Linked DNA regions of Arachis hypogaea: region 1 is linked to region 2. The links are chromatin contacts, called in public Hi-C maps. All regions are on one chromosome and are shown on one strand. The core of a region is the stretch at or near the end of the contact, and the rest is flanking DNA. Distances in the headings are between cores, read along the strand shown.

Region 1 (7,671 bases), core at 94-2,593, 140 kb before region 2:
AGTAGGAGCAAAATATGTATAACATAATAATAATTTTTTTTAATAACAATCTTATGTGTATATTTTTTTTGTGACTTATCTTATGTGTATATATAAATCAGCTATCAAATTATCCATTAATCATTATGTATTTGTGTATAAATATATATTGTTTAACTTATTTTTAATGTGTATTTTGTATTTCAATATGTATTCTGTATGAGTGATTATTTTTTACGTATATATAACATGATTATTGTGATAATTATATTTTGTTATTGTAAAATATTATTAGTCTTCAAATATCTATTTTACAAATTAAAATATTAAAATAGTAATTTAAATAATAACATATATTTTAGAATTCTATTTGTTAAGTTTTATATTTTGAAAAAATTGAGTAACCTTTTTCTCAATAATACAATCAAAATTGCTCTTTTTCTATACATATTAGTAAATAATTATTTAAAAATCCACTTCTTATATTTTAGGAACCAACTCTTACTGATTTTAATAGTTGAAAAAGTTGTTTTAATTAATACAGTTGTTACCGAAAAAGCTCAAGCTAATTTCAAAAGAAGATTTTTTTCGAGTCAATTTATAACAAACAACATCAATCTCATTTAAACTGAGAATTGGTCATTCTAATAATCATCTAATATAAAATTCTTAAATTGACTATTATATATCAAAAGTTAAGTAACAAATTATTATGAAGTCAAATTCAATAATTTAATAGAAACAAATGAATATTATCATTGTATACTACTCAAAAAATTTAAAATTATAGTAAAAACACTTGTCTCCACAAATTACTACATAAATATGTCCCAGCCTAATAGCATTCATTTAATTTTTTTCTAAATTCATTCAACAAAAATCTATTCCTCCACAAAAATTATCACACTCAAAATACACCCTAAATCCTAAATCAAAAAGCTGAATAATTTGTGATGTTCCATAAACCTTAAACATAATTCCCTAATTATTATTATTATTTGGTAAAAATTATTATTATTATCGTTGTGGCTAGTGTTACTCTTCCAGTAAATACCACTTTTTTCTAGCTCATGTAATTACTGTTATTTTCATCATCATGATTATTTTTTTGAGACAAAAAACACGGTTTTTTTATTTTGTTTTTCAGCAACAGATTTTCTTTTTTTTTTTTTTTTGCTATCCAAAATCCTCTTTCTTGGATTAAAAACTCTACCCATAACACTTCTGTTTTTGGATTTAAAAAGGAAAATGAGATCCATAACTACCTCGTACAAAAAGTTTAGGCCCACTAAAAACAGCCCAATAATTACACTAACATTAGCATTAACTTCTGCTAATTGTTAACGCCGGAAACGACAAGCTCATTATGCCTCTGTCTTGGATTTGGTAATTGTCCCCAATTCAGTCAGTATATAAACCACGTGTATAGAAGTAGTTTCATCCACGTACGTTCATCACGTATAAAAAATAAAGGCCTTCATCACGTATAAAAAATAAAGGCCTTCATCACGTATAAAAAATAAAGGCCTTCATCACCGTAGTATTGGCCATATAAAAAATCTGTTTTTTTTTAATACAAATAAAGATATAAACATATTATTTCTCTAAATACAAAGGAGTAGAAGAATAGTCATCAAGATATGCAGTGTCATTTTATTATTAGCGTTCGCAAAATAGAAATAAAAATATACCCTAATCCACCAAGATATGCAAGTGAACATATTATTTAATTAATCATTGAGGCTAGCATTTTCACTATCTTTTATAAGATCTTAGAAAAAAAAATTAAAAAATAAAATATAAATCAAATATTGAAAAAAATAAAAATATTATTTTTTATTTTTATTCTTATTTTTTATTAAATTCTAAAAAAAAGACTAAAAATAAAATTTCTAAATTTCTGATAAAATTCAACTTTGATCGTAATGCTATAAAATCTGATTTAAATCAAATCTTAAGACGTATATATTAACGTCATTAAGAGATATAGCTCGTGCATAAAGCTTTCGCGACGTACAACCATTTAACTTGTGATGTACAACCACTCCACAAGTAAAGAGTACGTTTTCTGAAAAACCAAAGAAGCAGTCACGGTTTTCTTGGTATACCATTAGTTCCCGAACCCATAAAATTATAACGTCTATATAGTGAGAAACTTGAATTCGTCACGAACGCATGAATATAAAATTTGTGTGATTCCGAGTTCGTTAGTTATATCAATTATTAATTAGAAAAATAGTTGCCAAGAAGGCATTAACCTAAAGAAGCAAGAGCATGAATTAAAAGTAATAAGTTACAAAAAAAAATAATAATTAAGAAAGTAAAAGATAGTTAATAATATATGAATAAAAATATACATGAAAGAAAAGTAAAGATAATTTTTCTCATGGAAGAGAATGCATCATATTAGTATTGTAAGAAGAGAGCACGACAAAGAAAACATCAACATTAGAGTCGGTAAGTTGTATGACTTAAAGCCACGGCCTTAGAAAGAAGAACGCTCTATTTGTTAAAGATCTCCGAGAGAGCAAACCTTAGAAAGATTCTAAAAACTACAAAACTAAGTGTTTCCGAATAAAATGACGAAAAGCCTCAAAATACTGTGTAAGTCCCATTAAAGTAACATTGGTAGGCAGACAACCTCACTAATCAAGTGCTCAGTGAGGGAGAGTCTCCAAACTAATAAAATATGATATGGAACATATTTTATTGACTAGGCAGAGACCCCCAGCCACGGAAAATGTACTGGTTGGGAGAAGAGCCCTTGGTCAGGATGGATGAACTGGCTAAACTTAAAAATTCTGGAGAGAATCAGAATTGAATAAATTATAATATATTGATTGCCTTAATGAACACAAAGCAGATTGTCTGGTGAGAAGGGGTGAGGCTTGCTCTGATTGAACCATAGCGGATTATATGGTGAAAAGGAGAAGGGTGTAGAGTAGGGACGCCTACCAGAGTGAGAAACAGTCGTTTACTCAACCAGGCACTTGCTTTGGAAATTATTTTACTGCTTGAGCTGAGAAACCAATTGTTTTACTTCTTAGACAGGTGCATACCAACAGAGTTGCATTACTGACTGAGCTGAGAAGTCATATCTGAGTTTATTCTCAGGTAATCTCGGGAAGTAGATAGTCAACCGACACGTGAGCTCATGATCCGCACTAGGGACAGGCATGTATCATAAATTGTTTGCGCATTTGATTGTGATTATTTATTGTTCATTCTTTCTACTATGTGCTATCTGCTTCTTGCTAATTTTCTATTCTATATTTTTTAAATTATATGATTTAAATTCTCCAAAGTTTAGAATAAAAAAGTAAAATTAGGAATAACAGTTGTAGAGAATAGCGTAGGAGGTACATTAACCCCAAAGGAGGATGCCAAGATAGAGTTATGATAGAGTTTGCGATACAAAAATAGCTAATAGACCTAGCAAGTGAGTAATTACGTTAGAATCAGAACTCTAGATTTTACGAGAGGGATAGGCTTTCCACGCTACACCTTACTGGGAACCATATAGGTTTTCACCCCCTTTCTTTTTTCATGTCCCCACAGATGAAAGAGTCGAACATAGCTATGTTCCACAAAATATTATTTGTTGAGCTACCAAAAGAACGCATATTTGGAGACCCACTGAGAGATCGAGCCATTATTTGGACAGAGTTGTGCACCCACATGTATATACGTTATAGTGGATCTTTCGATTATCTACTATATAGTGCTCATTTTGATCCTGATAATCCTTTCAAAAGTTCGATATCAGTGATGTTTCATCCACTGAGAGATTATCATTCTTTTCCTCCTCAGTACTTCAGTGATCCAGCCATGCCAGGCACTTTTTATACTGGTCCATTACCTGTTACTTCTCCAGCTTCTCCACCAGTTAATCCACCAAAGTATGAGCCGATCGTGATACCTGATCTGGATGCCCAGATAGACCCTCTGTGTATGATGTTAGACCAGCAAGGCAGGATAACGCTGGACATGTTTTGACTTCTTTCGAGGAAGACCCTAGTGAGGATCCGGACTGGGGATCCGATGATACTATCGTTATAGTTTCTGATACAAGGAGCAGTGGTGGTGGTGGAAGTGGAGCTCAGACCTAGACAACGAGAGATTTTTAGTAGATGCAGTAATAGGATAGAGGTTCTTTTGTTTCTTAAACTCTGCTTTACCTGACTTTGTAGTATTTTCTTGAGGAATAGGACTTGAACTTTCTTTTGTTAGCCCGGGTGCTAACTTAGGGGTTGTCTACATGAACCAGGTATATAGGAAGTTGTCAGTTGTATATATGTCTATATGTATATATATCTAAGCATGTCAAGTTTGTATGAACTAACTTGGGATGTATATAGGTATGAAAGTTTTTTTGTAATCTCGTTGCTATTTAATTTGCTGTTAGTTTGGCATTAATTTTATATTGTATATCTCTAATGATAATTTTGTTTGTTGCTAATAGGTTTATTAAGAAAAAAGATATGATAAAAATAAGCTAACATATGCAATTTCGTTAGTATGAAAGGCTCATATGTAGTAAATATTATCGAGTCTAGAGTTTTATAGGATTACTGAGAACTGACATCTAATGACTGGCAATGATCCAGACCTGTCAAAAATTGGGTTGTTACAATGGATGTTGAATTTGAGGCTTTAAAGAGGAACAACACATGGAAACTTGTTCTACTACATGCTAGCAAAGAGTCCATAGGTAGTAAATGAGTTTTCAAGCTTAAGTACAACGCTGCTGGTAGCCTACAGAAGCACAAGGCATTCCTCGTTGCTCTAGAATTTTTTCAGAGACCAAGCTTTAACTTTATCGAGACTTACAGTACAGTTGTAAAGCAAACATCAGTTAGGATCATACTATCCATAGTACTAGTAAGAGGTTGGTCAATAAAGCAAGTTGATGTGCACAATGCATTTTTACATGAAAAGTTCACTGAGGATGTTTACATGAAGCAACTATAGGGGTACACATCTAGTGACAGTAACTTAGTTTGCAAACTTATAAAGGCACTCTATGCGGCCTATAGCAGGCACCTAGAGCTTGATATCATAAGCTCTCTTTAGCACTTCAGAAACTTGGCTTTTCACCAATAAAATCATATGTGCCAATGTTTGTGCAACAACTAGAATCCTCCATCACTTATGTATTGATCTATGTTGATGATATCATTGTGATTGGAAGTTGTATAGAAGTCATCACTACAGTTACTTAGAAGCTCAACTCAGCCTTTGCGTTGAAGGACAAGAGAGAGCTTCACTATTTCTTGGGAATCCAAGTGAACAAGACTAATGATGGGGGATTAATGATGTCTCAAGATAAGTATGTGCAAGATTGCTTGCAAAAGTGAGTATGAGTAATTGCAAATCATGTGCTACACCATTGTCATCTACTCTGAGAATTTATGCTACAGGAGGAGCTATGTTTGACAATCCTCATCTATATCATTTTGTGGTAGGAAGTCTGCAATATTTGACTATGACAAGGCCTGACTTGGCATACAGTGTAAATAATCTTGCTCAATTCATACAAAAGCACCATTAGAAACTCATTGAAAATTAGTCAAAAGAATACTTTGTTATGTTAGTGGTATTGCTACATATACTCTGAAGATTCATAAAAATCTATCTCTGAAGATTACAGCCTATTGTGACTCAAACTGGGCTGGTAACCCAAACGATAGGAAGTCAATTGGTGATTTCTGTGTCTTTGTGGGAAGAAATCTTGTGTCTTGGCGGTCAAAGAAGTAAGGAGTAGTGACTAGATCAAGCACAAAAACAGAGTATAGGACATTAGCAGATTCAGTGCTAAAGTTAATTTGGATTAAAGGCTTGATTAGTGAGATAAAGTGTTCAGTACAAGAAGCACCTATGGCATACTGTGATAATCAAAGTATTGTGCTCTTAGCAGCAAGTCTGATACTGCATTAAAAAATAAAACACTTTGAGATAGATTTGGACTTTGTAAGAGACCGTGTCACAAGTAAAGTGGTTCATGTAAACCCCGGTTAAATTAGTAGATAATTAGTCAATAAATTAGTTTTTAATAAGGAGGATTAGAAATGTGAATGCTATATTAAATTAGGGTAGAGCTCATCGAAACGAGAATTTTGACACTAATTTCGAAGAAAACGGTCCAAAATTGGACCGAAAGGACCGAACCGGTTGAACCGAATCCGAACCGGCTTATCGGTCCAACCGGACCAGCCCATTAAAAAGAGCCACGGGCTCTTTTTCCCTCATTTCCTCAAGGACGCAGCTGAGCTCCAGGGAGAGGAAAGGAACGCCGAACCTTTACGGCAAAGTTCCAAATCCCGTAATTCCTCCGTTCGAGCTCCAATCGTCGCACCGTTTGCGGCCACGCGTTCACCGCGTCGAGCTCTACATTTCTACCGGAACAATTTCATAGGTAACTCATTATTTTACACTCAGCCTTCATTTCCCCCAATTTTCGAATTTTAAGTGGGAATATTGAATTTCTTTGATTTCTGATGTTTTAGGATCCAATTAGCTTGAGAAAAACGTTCACTCTTGCTTATGTGAAGCTTGGGTAAGGTGAGGATACGATAATTCTATTTTATTTTCATTAAATTTGAGCTTTGAGTATTAAATTGGATATATATGTGTTATGAATGTGTATTAGGTTGTGAATAAATAATTGGAGCTTGAAATTGTGAATACTGGAACTTGGAGGAAGCGGATTAGTTGAGTTTTGAGGGGCTGTCTTGGTTTTGAATAAATAACTTTGGTCGTTACGTGGAAATCGGCCAAGGTATGGTTTAGGTTTCTTGCATTTAATATATAATGTTCTGTGAAAACTTAGGCTAGATGACCATAGGATAAGCTGGAATGCAGGTGTATGTTTAATATTTAGTTATTTGTCGATGAATATAGTTGTTTGAAGTTTATTGGATAATTAGTTATTAATTTTGGATGGTGAATGTTGTTATGTTAATTTGGAACGAGTTATAGTTGAATGTTATTGTTGATGAACATAGTTGGTTTGGTGCTTGTTGATTAATTAATGATTCGGTGAATTATTGATTTGAGGTATTTTGTGTTAAAAGCCTAGGAATTGTGAACTATGATTCTTAGTTGAATTTTGGTTGTTGGATTTGAATATTGTATGAGTTTAATTGTTGATCTGAAGTAGATTTTTGTGGAGATTGTTATGATAATGAGGAAGAGAATGTTGGATTGAAAAGAATGCAGGTTTGGACCCGAAAAGGGTGGCAAAGTCCAAGTTTTAGAGGAAATGCTGCCGAAATTTTATAAAAATTAGAGATTTTGTTTATATGATTATTTAAAAAGATTTAGATTTAAAGGTTATGGTTTGATTTTGAGTTATTAAGAAAATGAGCATGTTTTAAGTTTGATTCATTTAGAAAAGAATGAATTATGTTTTGGATTAGAACTATTGATAGACGGAGTGGGAGGTGTGATAATGAAGGATAAGGATTGAATATGATTGATGTATGATGATGAATGAAATGTGATTGAGAATGATGTGGATATTGATGAATTATAATTAAATTATTTAAATGGCTTATGAATTTAAATAATCTGAGATACGAGATTCCCTGGATTAAGTGCCGTGGCTTGCCACCACGTGTACCAGGTTGAAAACTCGATACTCTGTTGACCCTACGACGTAAGTGTGACCGGGCACTATATAAATTCCCGGGA
Region 2 (6,773 bases), core at 937-3,436:
TGTGTGCCTTGGATTTTGACGTCATGTATGCACTGAAATGATACGCAAACCCATGACAGTTAACTTTATATAACTTGCTGAGTTAGTACTAGCTTAGCTTCAAAGTTCTCTGCCAAAAACTGCCATGCGCTTGTTTACCAAGAAGGCATGACTATTGTCTGTTCTATCGATAATGATACCCACATCAATAGGGAGACAAAAATGTGTACTACATATAGTAAAAAGTGTAAATTTCAAGCTTTCACCTTTTTGACTCAAGTAGTAAGCAATGCAACATGTCTTTTTATTTCACTCATTCTTGAGACATGATAGAATTCAGTCAATCAGAATGTGTCGACTCTAATCTCATTTTACGTCTCTAATAGATCAAGTTTTTGGGGCAACAATATTTTGGTGGCCGATACAAATAACATAACACTAATAAATATAAAAAGTTCAATAAAAATAATAATTATAAAATAATTATTATTAAATACAACACAATTATAATTAAACTATAATTACAGAAATATTTAAAGTATAAAATAATTCTAAATTATCTTTGTACATTAAGCAAAATAATATAAAATAATATATAACTTAATATAAAAGCTAAAACAAATTTGTATAAAACAATTTTTTATAGAACATATCATAATTATAAAATGAAATAAAATATTAAACTGTTTTTATAAAAAATTAAATTTTGAAATTATTTTAATTTAGTTACAGAACAATAAATTATTAAGATATTAAGTAATTACAGAATAATTTTAAATTAAATTGTTTAAAATATAATTATCAAGTGGTAAACATAAAAATTAAACTTTAATTTTAAAAATATGAAAATTATAAAATAATTATTTACAAACTACATAATACTATTAAGATAATTATAAATTACTTACACAATAGTTATAAATTATGACTACTTAAAAATATTAACATAATTAAATTATAAAATATTAATATCATAAATTATTAAAGTTGTCATACTAGTTAAAATTATAACACTATATTAAAATTATTTAAAGTTCGAAACTATAAAAAAATATAAAATATTATTAATTACATTATTACAGTAAATAATGAGATTAAGCAAATAATGAGGAGTATAAAATAATTAAAAAAATAAAAGAGATTAAGCTGATTAAAAGTTATATATTGAGAATGATCCAAATTCTTAATAATATATTCTTTCGATAATGTATAATTATGCACCATTTTATAACACACACTAACTGTATTAAAAAATATCAAAATTCTCTATAAAGATGCTACCTGCCTGATTTGTCTGCACATCTTATTGTTCCACATCTGCTATGTCCTACCACAAGCCAACATAACTACATTATACAAAATTTTTAAAATTAATAAATCAGTCCTTTTATAAAGACAAACAACATAATGTAAAAATTAATGTCTAACAAAATAAAAATTTAAAATTGATTAAATAATTAAATTTTGTTAAAAATTAATGTTTGCCTCAATAATATTTCTTAGAGACTGTATTAGGGTATTACTCTTTTTAAAATTTTCAATGTGCAAAATTGTTCTAACCGAACCAAAATAAATATAAATATATATTTAATCACAGTCCAGTTAAACCACAATATTCTGATGAACCATTATTATCTAGTCTGGCTTAATATCCAGTTCGACTTTCATAAAATTGAATTTAACTGTAATTCACATGAACTTAGAGAAAAGAAAATTTCATGGAGAAAGAAAAAAAAAGAAAAATAAAAGGAAAATATATAATTAGGTAGCAACTAGTCCGACTACCAAGTAACGAAAGCGAAAGCAGCAAGATATTTTAAGCAGAGAAGAAACTGTTTGAGGCAGCAATGGCAAATTGGGTCTTTGGTTCCCATTTCAAAACCCACTTTGGAAACACCCTCTTATCCTTAACAAGCCTCTCAGTGAGACCCAATAATAGTGAAGAAGAAACCAACGTCATTTCTCCCTCTACCTTCTTAAGATTCTTGGTCCTCCTCTCGTACTCTTCTGCCACCAACATAGCGATGTCAGACATTCTTGATTTCTCTCGCTATATTATTGTATGGTACCAAATATATGATGTTGCTTTGAGTTATGATTCTTAAGATGAAGAAATGCAACAAGATATTTATAGGAGCTAGGGGACTATAGAAACGAGTGTGTGAAAAGTGGATGGGCTTTTTCTTTTCGGATAAGAATGAATTGAACGCTGAATTGAAGCCTAAAAATGGAGATGCTGATTTTAGATATTTGGGTGGATACACTTTTTAAATGGGTGGGTCATGGAAGTGGTTTTTTTTAATGGTATTTTTTAATTCGATAAGTTAAGAATTAATTAATTATAAATTTAAAGATTATTTAAAAATTTATTATTAATCAATAAATTATTAAATAGAAAATCAAATGAAGCGATTATTTGACTAACTAATATTGGTTATGAAAGTTATTTCTTATTTAAAATTTTAAATATTCTCTGAACATGTAAGAACAAATTTTGGAAGAATTTATAATTTTTTTAAATATTAAAAAATTAAATTTTATAATTTATTTAGGACTTTGATAGGGTATTATTATGATAGAATATATAAATTATCATGTTATATATGCATTTAGTTGTTAGTCAAAAAGAGATGTGGCATTTTAGTCCATGTGAGCTTTTTGTTGAACAAATTTCACTGTATCATTTTATCGTAGTGGTCGCAATAATTAATTTTACATTCTTCTAAACAAAAATAAAAATTATGTGGTAGGTCATCAACAGTGCTCTTTTTATTAAAGTCAACACTTAGGATTTCACATGAAATGCTGGTCAAAATCACATGGTTCAGAATTTATGAACCGTGGGTAGAGTTTCCTTTTATAACTGCTTAGTGCTTAGATCTATCCAAGAAGTAAGAACTAAAAATCATAGCCTATGGAAAAAAAAATTAATAAGATAATAAAGAACCTGACGTCTTTCACAATTCACATGTCGAAAGCTATCCCTATCTCCATTCTTCATTTTAAACGTGAGTGCACAGACCACTGGACCTTTTGGCTGTGAATAGCATGTTTCCACGTATCTTATCTAATAATCTAGTACGATATAATGCTAGGAATCATGTGTATTATGCAACATTTTACATGAGATACTGTAATTAGATTCAGTTAGGTTGGGATAGCATTAATAAAACCACAATACAACTATCGACGTGGACGGCTGGACGCTATCGATTACGTTCATAAACTTGATCCATTCTTAAAGGATATTAGATTCCCAAAAATACATTAGAATATTACTATATTGGAGTGTAAACAACGTTCCGCTTGTAATATAAGGTGTTCACGGGTTTAGGCCACCTGATTATTCGTTCGAAATCGAAACGAACCAATCAAATTGGTTCCGAAATCAATGAATAATCAGATACAATTTAAATTAAATCAATGTTATTTTATGTTAATTAATTGTGTTAATTAATTCGGATAATAATTTTAGAGATGCAAAATTTGAACTAACTCGTAAATTTAAACTTTTATTAATTAAATTAAAAATATATATAATTTTTATTGATTATTAGTATAATCTAACTATATTTAATATATAATTTTTATTAATTAAATTAAATTATTGACTTGTTTATTTGATTTATTATATTTATATGATTTTTTTAAATAAAATTTTATTTTTTTATTTTTTTATAAATTTCTGTTTTATCATGTATTCAATTATTTAAACTGAACCAATTCGTTTTTAATCGAGTTGATTTAATTTAGCTATACAAAAAAAAACTTAAATCTAAACAAATTATAATTCAATTGATTCGATTTTAATTTACCTCGAATCTGATCCAACTCGATCTATGAATACTCCCTTATTTATAAGGGTGTGTTTGGATTTGCGTTGGAGAAGAGAAAAGCGTGTTTGATCTTCTTGAATGCTTCATCTTTGTGTTTGGCAACATTTTTATACTCTAAACGCAGAAATGATTTTTATGTTCAATCCACGTTTACCAAAAGCTATAAATTCTAACTTTTTTGTTTAGCTTTTTACGTTGGATTAAAAATGATGTTCTATGTACCAATTATGTCTTTCATTATTCATATGTTTGTTTTTTTATAATATTTTTTCTAATACTCTCTTATACATATTATTATTTTTTTATAAAATTTCTGTTTTTTTTATGAGTTTTTTTATTGTTATTGTTATTTTTTTTACATAGAATATTTTCTTACTTTGTATTATGATTCAATTAATTCTGTTAGAGTACTAAAAAAATATTAAAATTTATTTAAATATTTAAAATAAAATATAAGATAACATAAAATAATTATTTAAATTCATGTTATTTTCTGTAATTTTTTACTCAAAAATAATTTTGAATAATGCCATCCAAACAATATTTAGTTTACTATAATTCATTTTGAATAAAATTGCCAAACATAAACCACGTTAATACTAATTCACTTTTGATCAAAATCAATTCTATAAAATCAATTTTATACAAACCTCAGTTTACAAATTGTAATCCAAACACACACTAAGTCTCTATCCATCTATTACGCTATCATAGTTTAAGTATCTAACCGACGTGTTTAATGCCTTGGATTCACCTTTCAGCATCTTGGAAACGTGCCTTTGCTCACAGTGCATTGATGGATGGTGGAAGGGTGAAATGGTTTCTTTCGTTTTAAGAGTGTTCTAGGTCATTCGATTATCCGAACAAAACTAACCCATGCATTGGCCATTGCATAATCGGGTAAGACTCGATTAAACCCGACTTTAATTATTTTGAATATTAATTTTATAATTGCGAAATCTGAATCAATCCAATTACTCGATTAGTTTTATATTGTACTAAAAGAATAAAATATATATACTAAACTAACATCCGACGCCTTATTTCTTCAGCAATCAGCAACCATTCCCTGTCTCTATTCCTTGCAAGTTTATTTTATACTACATAAAAATTCAATGACTCATGTGACTTACTTTATAATTTTTTTTTTGTTAAAACTTCAAAGATTTAAAAATTTTCAAATTACGAATATTAGATAATGTTTATCTAAATATAAAATTTGGTCATGATTAGCTTGTAATTAACCTTAAATCCTATATTCGTAAACAGCTCTTTTTGTTTTATGTTTCAGCTGCTTTGAACAGAGCTAGTAAACTTAACGAAAATTCCGAACTTTCTGTTGCCATGCTGCAACAGAATTTATTTTACAAAATTACTTTGCTGTAGTTGGTAGTCTCTCTAGTTCAGAAATATGCCATCAGCAAAATTTGAGACATGGACAGCAAGCATAGAAGAAAACAAGACTTGCCAACCGGCACGGCGAATCGGCAACATACCTGTAACCTGTTATTGTGCATTCAATGAATTCTCTACGATTTTCTTTACAATTGTAAAACGGATCTGAAATTCACAAATTTTCACATAACAGCACGTGTACACCTCTAACCAAATTGAAATAAGCAGCTATTACATTCTTAACAAGTAGCTGTGCATCTTTGTTTGAAGGACCATCTTCCTAAAACACGGAGGACTGGTCTGTGTACCAAGTAGATGACTGAGTAGTTATTCACATTCAAAGGAGGCCCAGTGTCTTCAGCTGTTGAATATGCTCAGGTGGGAGAGAAGGGGGAGACCAATCAGACCCTGTCTGTTCTCCATCAACATCTTCGACCACATACTCCTGTAGTGAGAAAGGACAAGAATTTCATAAACTAAGAATATTCAGAATTTTTCAAGGAACCGTCATGTTTGGCATCAAACATTCAGTTAGATATAAAATATGAGCGATGGCACAAAATGCAAGTCAAAACATCCTCCCTTAAAGGGTTCCCAGGAAGAAATGGTATAGTAGTACCATGCATGAAACAAATATGGGGGTCATGGTTTTAATACTGATACCACACTAAGTGGTTTTGTCCAGTACTTTCTATTGCACTTTTCATATTCAGCTTCTAGTTTTGTTAACCACTCGGTAAACTATAAGAGCATGGAACCTCTCATGCATAACAGTAAAGTCTCTTATGACCTTGTCATGCTTATTTTCACTGTTGATTATGCTCTTGTGAATCCCACACTTCGCCTCACCTTTAATAAATGGTGGGCACTATAACATGTGATCTCACATAAAGGAACCATTCCCGGCAAGGGACAATCGAGTAAATAGAATAGATTTAGCATCCATAAACTATCCATAAATACTTTGAATCATTACTAATATAATGCAAGAGAGCATTAAATTAGTTGAAGCAGAAAAAATATTAACTATCTATAATTTTAGATGATAAACAGAAATTAAGTGAAATATGTGCTAATTGGGCATATCAATTAGGTATTAAGCTGGGTTTAGCAGAATAGCAATGGCAAAAAATGCAGCAAATTTTGACAGTTCATAGCAATACCAAAAATTGCACTAAAAATTGGAGAATAAACCAATCGCACCTTGGTTAACATTCTTTTTGCAAGTATGTGATAATGACGTTGCCATATCCGTTGTCCTACCATGGTAGCTACCAATACACTGTAAAATATCCCAATCACAGTGAAAAGTCCCAGAACAATCAAAGCCATTATGAATAATAATGGTAGTCCTGCTTCCCCAGCACCTCCCAAACATCCACCACATTCAGTTGCCATTGTTCCACAACTCTCAAAGCATGTGGTGCAGTCAGTCCACATACAAAGTGTGCCTGGCAAGTGACAATCTGCACAAACTCTGCAATGATATAAACCATAACAAGATCATCCCAGAAACTATTTATTAACAACATCCAAGTCTCAAGACTCATATATAGGTAAAAT

The links. A called contact is a pair of places that touch in the nucleus more often than the background predicts.
Region 1: a contact with region 2 is called in a Hi-C map of an unstated tissue, with 3 times the contacts expected there. The contact joins the enhancer-like site here to the promoter of LOC112715241 in region 2. A contact is called at or near these places in 2 of 8 Hi-C or Micro-C datasets (leaf and an unstated tissue).

The regions. Positions count from the first base shown.
Region 1 is chr10:15,431,803-15,439,473 of arahy.Tifrunner.gnm2.J5K5, forward strand. It overlaps LOC140175817 (a long non-coding RNA gene), which reads left to right and starts at 6,226. Exons shown (of 4, transcript XR_011866475.1): 1 at 6,226-6,394; 2 at 6,486-6,540; 3 at 6,629-6,757. Within about 2 kb of position 1,344, at least 3 of the 3 cell types and tissues checked have open chromatin away from gene starts, as enhancers often do.
Region 2 is chr10:15,568,443-15,575,215 of arahy.Tifrunner.gnm2.J5K5, forward strand. It overlaps LOC112715241, which reads right to left and starts at 2,187. Exons shown (of 4, transcript XM_025767000.2): 1 at 1,952-2,187; 2 at 1,261-1,325; 3 at 1-32. The coding sequence starts at 2,014. It overlaps LOC112715242, which reads right to left. Exons shown (of 7, transcript XM_025767003.2): 6 at 6,414-6,687; 7 at 5,266-5,655. The coding sequence ends at 5,548.